3 separate regions of the Sus scrofa genome follow, and all the other regions are linked to region 1. The links are chromatin contacts, called in public HiChIP or PLAC-seq maps. All regions are on one chromosome and are shown on one strand. The core of a region is the stretch at or near the end of the contact, and the rest is flanking DNA. Distances in the headings are between cores, read along the strand shown. Region 1 overlaps CDK15 (cyclin-dependent kinase 15). Region 2 overlaps KIAA2012. Region 3 overlaps KIAA2012.

Region 1 (2,813 bases), core at 304-2,803:
ATGGGTACCAGATTGGAACGTGCTTCATAATCCTCCTAAGGATTTGGACTTGACTAATAAGCAAAGAAAAGGCATTGGGTGATTGTTAGCAGGGAAGTGATATGGCAGGATTTAAATTTTAGAAAAAGTGCTTGAAAGACTATATGTAGAATTAAATTGGTAGTTTAAATTCAAGACCAGAAGCAATGTGGCAATGCTCTAGTTTCTAGAAGATAAATAGGAAGTCTCAGCTAGAGACGTGGCAAAGGATAAGGACTGTTGGGGCAAAACTAAAAAGCATGTAGGAGGTAGAGTCAAGGGGAGGTTGTAACTGACTAGATTTGAGTTGCGAAGGAGAAACCTAAATCCAGTGGGTGAGAGAATGAGGGTACCATACACTGGCACAGAGGGAAAAAAGGGGGGTACTGAGGAATAGATTCGTAGGGCATGTAATGAGTATAAGGTTTGAACATTTCCAGATTAAGAGATCTCTGGGGCCACCAAATGGAGATATCTCAAAAGCAATGAGAAATGTAATTCTGCGGAATTCCCGCTGTGGCTCAGTAGGAACGAACCCAAATTAGTATCCATGAGGATGTGGGTTCGATCCCTGGCCACGCTCAGTGGGTTAAAGAGCCGGTGTTGCCGTGAGCTGTGGTATAGGTCAAAGACTTGACTTGAATCCCGAGTTGCTGTGGCTGTAGCGTAGGCTGGCAGCTGCTGTTCTGATTTGACCCCTAGCCTGGGATCCTCCATGTGCCACAGGTGCAGCCCTTAAAAAAGCAAAATACAAAACAACAACAAAAAAACGGAAGTGCAGGCCTATGATTTTAAGGGTCTTAATCTAGACGTGCAAAATTGGAAGTCATCTGCTTAAATGGTATTTAAAGCTCCAGATGTGAATTCAGTTGCTCCAGGGAGCGCATGTAGCGAAGGAAGACTGATGGAGCCCTGGGGGAGCAGTGCTGCAGGATCGGGTAGAAGGGAAGGAGTCTTCGGAAGCTGAGGAGGAATAGCCAGAGAGGCCAGAAAAGACCAGAAGATGGTGATAATCATTATTGTCATCATCATCATCCCATGGCAATAGTAATCCTGGAAGGGAGTGCCAAGTGCCATGCCCACAGTCTCAGTGCCGAGCACAGCACCTGCCCCGGGTGACCCTTGAACATTCGTAGAGATGCCAGGGGAGTGATAAATGTTGTCAAGTGACACATTGTTAAATGCCATACACTTGGAATGGCGTGATCCAGCTATAGCGCAAACATAGCTTGTGGGGGTGGACAGACATTAAACAGGCACTGCTCATGGGTGGGAGGGGGGGCGGGGAGGGGGACTCCTGACTGTGCCTGTCCCGCCCCCTTCTCCATCCATCCACCAGGAGAAAGGCCTGGCTTTCCTTCCTCTGAAGAGAGGAACAGGCTTCAAAGGATGAAATACTTGCTTAGAATCCACAAAAAAGTTTTGATGCAGGGTTAGAAAAGTGACACTCCCTCCCGCCCCCGCCATGTGAATGGAGGTGCCGGGCTCCAGTGCCGAGGAGTGTACTGACTTTTGGCGTCCTGATGACACCCAGACAGGAGAGAGCCTGGTGCTCCAGAGCCAAATTTAGACTCCTTGAGCAAAGGACTGAGGGACCTTCCAAGCCAGCTACCTGAGGCAGAGGGAGGAGCAGCGGTGAGGGCAGGCGTGGGGGGGGGGGGGACAGATAGAAGAGCAACAGATTTTTGCAAGCCGCTTTAAAGTTCCTGCTCAAGATAGCGAATTAAAGCTAACACCATTATCAACTATCTAAATATATGGTATCTCAGGAATGCATTGTATTCGGGAAATTCCAGAGGTGTAGTTCAGTAGACGGCACCATTGATAACCTTCGGGTGATTGCGGGGAGACTCTAGTAACTAGAAAATGTTTTACTTTGTGCTAAGGCTCGAAATGATCCTGGTGATATTTTATCAATCAACCAACAAATCTCTATTGATCTGAATCGGTTGTGAAATATATCTTAAAGATGTATTCCTTAAAAATATATTTTAAGATATATCTTAAAGATATCTTAAAGTATATAAATACACATATTTATATATGTAAATATAACTTAAAGGTATATTCCTTAAGGATATATTTTTTTAAATGCATGATTTTATTACTGGAGCAACCATTTGACCCTCATTTCACTTTTACTCTCTTTCGTGTGGAAATTAAGATGTTCAGCTTTTGGAGTTCCTGCCATAGCGCAGTGGAAATGAATCTGACTAGGAACCATGAGGTTGTGGGTTCGATCCCTGGCCTTGCTCAGTGGGTTGAGGATCCTGCATTGCTGTGAGCTGTGGTGTAGGGCACAGACACGGATCAGATCTGGCTGTGGCCCTGACGTGGGCTGGCAGCTCTAGGTCCGATTAGACCCCCCTTGGCCTGGGAACCTCCATATGCCTCAGGTGCAGCCTTAAAAAAGAAAAATAAATAAATAAATAAAGATGTTCGGCTTTTAAACTTGCCCCGTTGCAACTTCTTTGGCTCTTCCTGCCTGGGATTCCAATTGAACTTGAATTGGAAACTCTTTTCAAGAGAGCTGGAAAAGGAGGAGATGGAGAGGAATCTGGTCTAATGATTTACCATCGTCTTTGGAAGGAGAAGGGAAATAAGCTACCTACAGCCCCATGATTTGAGAGGCTACCGAAGCCAGAGAAGCAGTCTCCTGGTGAAACGGTGCTGGGTAAAATGCCTCTTTGTGGATCGTTCTCTCATTGATCGCTTGTAGTTTAACTACTGGGGAAAAATCAATGGGAGCAAAGCAGGGTCGGTCAGCATCTACTTATCTGCATAAGGGCGGAGGG
Region 2 (2,839 bases), core at 294-2,793, 270 kb after region 1:
GACTGAGGAAAATACACTGTGCTATATTTCAATAATTCCACAACTCCAAAGGCCTTGAGAATACCTCCTATACCCTAAACACTCCAAATTCACACAGCCTCATGGTTGTATTTTAAGAGACCTCATATCACCTGCAATGAAAGAGTGGCTCCGTCATGTCAAATTAAGTCCTAGACTGAATTATTACCCTTGCAGTCAAAAACAGGACCACTAGACCGAGGGTCCTAAACTCTAGTCTCCTCATTTCCCCTGTGAGGCTGCACAAACCAGCTCGCTCTGAGAATTGCCTGTGCCTGGGAGTTCCCATCTGGGTGCAGTGAAAACGAATCCCACCTAGGAACCATGAGGTGGCAGGTTCGATCCCTGGCCTTGCTCAGTGGGTGAAGGATCCCACATTGTGGTGAGCTGTGGTGTAAGTCAAAGATGCGGCTGGGATCTGGCCTTACTGTGGCTGTGGTGTAGGCCAGCAGCTGTAGCTCCGATTAGACCCCTAGCCTGGGAACCTCCATATGCCATGGGTGTGACCCTAAAAAGCAAAAAAAAAAAAAAAAGAGAGAGAGAGAGAGAATTGCCTGTGCCTCCTTTGTGAGAGGAGGGGGCTGTTCCCACCAGAACCAGCTGATTTGTTCAAGCAAGTTTTATTTCCTTTAGAAGTAGCCCCCTGTGAGTCCCCCTGTGAGTCCCCCTGTGGCACAGTGGGTTAAGGATCCCGCGTTGTCACTGCAGTTGCTGGCGTTTTGCCGCTGCGCGGGTGGGAATCCCCAGCCGCGGAACTGCCACATGCCTCTGGCCCGGCCAAAGGAAAAAGGAAAAAAAAGAAGACGCCCCACTAAAGGAAAGTTATTTGAGGAAAAGTCTCGGACGCCCCACTAGCCCCCAAACGCGAAGAAAATGAGGGTGGGGCGCCTTAGGGGAGGGGAGTGTCTTCTGCGCCTCCCCCACCCCCGTACTTTTGGAGGCTAATGGCTCTTTATTAATCACTTCAATTTTAACTACTTCCTCAACCTACTCTATGTAAATGACTAATTTCATGTTTACTATAAATCATCTGGAAAAGATTTAGAGACAAATTTCTGCCCAGCAGATTTCGGTTACGTACCTTGATGAGCCACTGGCAAATTCAGTGAATCCCTCCCTCTGTCGCCTTTCCACTCTGCGGCAGGCTAGGGGGTCACACAAAATTGATCTCTATCAGCATCAGGGGTTTCTGCTCGCCTGGCCTTTAACTGCCCCCTAATTCACCCCCTCCCTCCCTTCCCTGGGGTCGGACCACATTAGGAGTTTAGTCACAAAATACTTTTACTTTTTTTTTTTTATCAGTGTGTTAGCTTCGAGTGAAAACACAAAACCAAAATAGCAACTACCCCCCACCAAGGGTGGACTATTTTGGCATCACCACGCTTTCACGAGAAGTCACATACCTCGATTTGGAAAGCAATTTCTGACGGGCGGGTGAGAGTGAAAGCCAGCGGGTGCTTTGCAGACGTGACCGGGTTCCCGGATTTACCCAGTTCTGGAGGCTGCCTCTGGTGCCCCCTACTGGTTGGAGTTTTTAAACCCTCGGCTGTGCGTTTCCCGAGCCGCGGTCCGCGCCGGGGCCGCGAGCAGGAGGGATCCCGTCTTCCGCCTCCGGCACGCGGGCGGGCAACCGGTGGGACTCGCCGCCGAGGCACCTCCTCCACCCCTGGTGGAGAATGCGGACCTGGGCGGTAAAACCAAAACCAGAAATGAGTAGCGACTGGCGACAACGTCCTAGGAGTCGCAGGAGGGGGTTGAGTTGGGGAAAGAGGGGGAAGAAACCTACTAGGAGAAACGAGGAGATGAAAAGAGAAATGAAAAAAGAAAAAGGAGACAAGCAGACGTGTTTCAACTCCAAGCTCCCATTTCCTCTTTCAAATGAACTGCCTCCCCACTGTGAACAGAATCAAGTATTTATGAAGGCATTTTTTGCATATTAATAGCTGCATGTGGAGCTTTGCCAGTTCTGAAGTCCTAAAGGTATGGTGCCCTTTTTTGAATGCAGGTCCTCCACGCTCCTCACAGAATTTGGTATTCTCCTTCACATAGATTTTCCTTTTTGCCTTGTGGCTCCTCCTAAGGTCTTTCATTTGATTAAGGGAAATTAGTTCCCGGGATACGGTCAGAGTCCAAGCCCTGCTCTTAGCTCGGTGGCTGACATCAATCACTAGAGAAGCTTTTCCTCTTCCCCAGGGCCTCTCTATGTAGAGGCCAAAGGTTGCGTGAGGTTACTAGCACCTAAAAAGAGCATTAAAATTGTAAATGAAAATTCCAGCAGGAGTGTTAATATATCTATCGTGAGTGAGGAGAAAGTAAAACTTTTAAAAAAGGAAGAAAAATAATTGCATTAACTGCAACAGCATGACTAGCTATGCTCGGTAAAGATTATGAGCGATTTTAAAAGGAAAACATTGAAAACCAGTTAGAAAAAGAAGCAGGAGACATAAACAATTCATGTCAAAAATAATAGAGAACAAACAAGATTCATCCTGAATAGCAAATTTTTTGTCTGAGTAGCAGTTTAAATTGAGGCAAACTGAAAAAATAAATAAATAAATAAATTGAGGCAAACTGGAGGTGCCATTTTTATTTGAGATTTGAGATTTGTGCCTTCTCTCACCTTTTTTTTAATGGTAACACTCAGTACTGCTGAGGTATTGGTAAAACTGATACACTTAACACACTTCCAATGGGTTGTAGTTTGGTTCAATTCGCTTGTAAATCAAAATGGCAGTATGACTTGTGAAACATGGAAAATTTTCATATCCATTGATTCAGTATTTCTGACTTCTGGGGATTTATCCTAAGGAAATAGCTGAGC
Region 3 (2,825 bases), core at 273-2,772, 290 kb after region 1:
CTGACTAGGAACCATGAGGTTGTGGGTTCGATCCCTGGCCTTGCTCAGTGGGTTGAGGAACCGGCGTTGCCATGAGCTGTGGTGTAGGTTGCAGACCCGGCTCAGATCCTGCGTTGCTGTGGCTGTGGCATAGGCCGGTGGCTACGGCTCCAATTAGACCCCTAGCCTGGGAACCTCCATATCCCGCAGGAGTGGCTCAAGAAAAGGCAAAAAAAAAGACAAAAAAAAAATAATAATATATTTTAATCTTAATAACATTAGATACCTTATGATTTCAGTTTTCTTTATTAAGAATGAGTATGAGGAGTTCCCATGGTGGCTCAGGGAAACGAATCTGACTAGCCTCCATAAGGATGCAGGTTGGATCCCTCACCTCACTCAGTGGGTTAAGGATCTGGTGTTGCTGTGAGCCATGGTGCAGGTTGCAGACGCGGCCCAGATCCCGCGTTGCTGTGTCTGTGGTATAGGCCAGAAGCTACAGCTCCTGATTCGACTCCTAGCCTGGGAACCTCCATATGCCGCAGGTGCAGCCCTAAAAAGCCAAAAAGAAAGAAAGAATAAGTGTGAGATCTTTTTACTACACAAGAAAACTTGTACACCCTTGAAGTTGAAACTCACGAGATACTGATTTCCTTCAAGCATTAGGAAGGCATTGAAATTACATTACATGATATGCTACATGGAATTGCCAAATGTATTTTCCTTATTAAGCCTTTTAAGAACTCCCTACAAATTTTTTTTTTTTTTTAAATTTTTGTCTTTTTGCTATTTCTTTGGGCTGCTCCCGCGGCATATGGAGGTTCCCAGGCTAGGGGTCCAATCGGAGCTGTAGCCGCCGGCCTACACCAGAGCCACAGCAACATGGGATCCGAGCCGCGTCTGTGACCTACACCACAGCTCACGACAACGCCGGATCGTTAACCCACTGAGCAAGGGCAGGGACCGAACCCGCAACCTCATGGTTCCTAGTCGGATTCGTTAACCACTGCGCCACGACGGGAATTTCCCAAATTTATTTTTATTCCCATTTCACAGATGGAGAGGCTGAGCTTCAATGATAGGTCATGCGGCACATGGCCGAACTCTGGCTCCTGCAGCCCCTGCTCCCCCATCCTATGGGGAGCTTTGATAGTTCCTTATCAAAGCCGGCTGTGGGCCTAGAAGTACCACGCTCAGATGGGGGGCTGTGGGTGAGAGTAGAGGGCAGGACCGGTGGAAGGTTCTCCAAAAACAGATGAGAACTTCAGGCAACCTGGCCCAGCCTCTGTCGAACAAAGAACCTGAGGCTAGGGGTTAAGTATCTCACACGAGCTGAAAGGCATGAGGTGTGGGCGTCAGGGCTTCAGTGCAGACAGCAGGCAGTCTGACGCCAGGACCTGCACCCTGACAGCTGGGGCAGCTATGTCTTCTGTCTCGTTTGAGTGTGGCTGTTTGTGTTTACAACGTGTTTGTTACTCTCTGCGCCCACCCCCACCCCCCCAGCCCTCTAATACCGCACTGCTGCCAGTGCCCTTTCTAAATACAGCTGGGTCATACCACTGGGTTGCTGGACACTCCTACCACGTCTCCAGTGGCCTTCCTGTTAAATCTTGGCATCAAAAATATATTGCTTTTATAAATAGAAAAATATAACAAATGAATTAAAAAAAAAAAATTCCAGACTGCAACATTCAAGATCTGGCTGGTGTCTGATTCACACGGCCCAGGCTCTGCAGCCCCGCCAGCCTCCCCCACAAACCAGTACCTGCGGTTTCCTCTGTGGGAACTGCCCTACCTCCCCTTCTCTGCAAGACTTAACACCGTGTCCACTGGTAAACAAACCTTCCTGGCCTAATTTAGCTTCACCTCCCGCGAGGTCCTGCAGAAACCTGTCATAATCTGTCACAAGATTTATCACACTGCATGGCAACGTGAGATTTCTAGTCATTTCTCTACAGGGATTCTCTACAAATAGATCTCTCGGCCTTGTGCCTCAGTACCCAGCACAGTACCTGACACACGACAGACACTCAATAATAAATATTCCTAAGCAGAAGGAACAGATAAAGAGCAAATGATTTGGCCAGAATAACAGAGCTGGGATTTGAATTTTCAGTCCTTCTGTGTATATTGCTCACCAAGTATTATTGCCTATGTTTCAGTCATCGCCTTTGTAACTGATATTAAAAGTGACAGCATTTTTTTTAGTTTTACTTTTTACTTTTTTTTTTTTTTTTGGTATTTTTAGGGCCGAATCCATAGCATACGGCAGTTCCCACGCTAGGAGTCGAATCAGACCTGCAGCTGCCTACACCACAGCCACAGCAACACCAGATCCGAACTGCATCTGTGATCCATGCCACGCCAGATCTTTAACCCACTGATCGAGGCCAGGGTTCAAGCCCACATCCTCATCCTCATCGATACTAGTCAGGTTCTTAACCTTCTAAGTCACAATGGGAACTCCTAGTTTTACTTTTTTTAATTCAAATTTTGAATCCAAAATATACTCAGGAGTTTTTTAAAATTTAAGTATAAAAAGGTATGTCTCCCAGCAGCTGGGTTCCCTTCCCCTTGGACCACACTGTTGCTAGTTTTCTGTGTGCCCTTCCTGAGTTGCAGTATGCAAATAGAGGCCAATACAAGATAGAAACACAGACAGAGAAGTATTTTATACATGTTTCTACATCTCTTACACATTGCTCACAGTCTTACTTTTTTTACTCAATGTATCTTGAAATTCTGTGTTGAGATGCTTTTTAATGATTGCATAGTATTCTGTTGTACGAATTACCATAATGTATGCAATATGTCCCCAATTGATTGAATATGTAGGTTGTTTCCAA

The links. HiChIP or PLAC-seq counts read pairs in DNA pulled down with a chosen protein or histone mark.
Region 2: a contact with region 1 is called in an H3K27ac HiChIP or PLAC-seq map of skeletal muscle. The contact joins two enhancer-like sites. A contact is called at or near these places in 20 of 47 Hi-C or Micro-C datasets (alveolar macrophages, embryonic fibroblasts, fetal heart ventricle and 11 more) and 1 of 2 datasets of contacts at active chromatin or transcription factors (skeletal muscle).
Region 3: a contact with region 1 is called in an H3K27ac HiChIP or PLAC-seq map of skeletal muscle, with 9 times the contacts expected there. The contact joins two enhancer-like sites. A contact is called at or near these places in 11 of 47 Hi-C or Micro-C datasets (adipose tissue, embryonic fibroblasts, fetal liver and 6 more) and 1 of 2 datasets of contacts at active chromatin or transcription factors (skeletal muscle).

Annotation. Positions count from the first base shown.
Region 1 is chr15:105,475,843-105,478,655 of Sscrofa11.1, forward strand. All of the region lies in intron 10 of CDK15 (cyclin-dependent kinase 15), which reads left to right. Among named protein-coding and RNA genes, the nearest start is that of CDK15, 76 kb to the left of the region's middle. Within about 2 kb of position 1,554, at least 6 of the 83 cell types and tissues checked have an H3K27ac peak or open chromatin away from gene starts, as enhancers often do. A contact at or near this core is called in skeletal muscle, where this site is marked.
Region 2 is chr15:105,742,353-105,745,191 of Sscrofa11.1, forward strand. All of the region lies in intron 13 of KIAA2012, which reads left to right. Among named protein-coding and RNA genes, the nearest start is that of KIAA2012, 63 kb to the left of the region's middle. Within about 2 kb of position 1,544, at least 31 of the 83 cell types and tissues checked have an H3K27ac peak or open chromatin away from gene starts, as enhancers often do. A contact at or near this core is called in skeletal muscle, where this site is marked.
Region 3 is chr15:105,763,194-105,766,018 of Sscrofa11.1, forward strand. The region is part of intron 14 of KIAA2012; the gene reads left to right. Among named protein-coding and RNA genes, the nearest start is that of KIAA2012, 83 kb to the left of the region's middle. Within about 2 kb of position 1,523, at least 1 of the 83 cell types and tissues checked has an H3K27ac peak or open chromatin away from gene starts, as enhancers often do. A contact at or near this core is called in skeletal muscle, where this site is marked.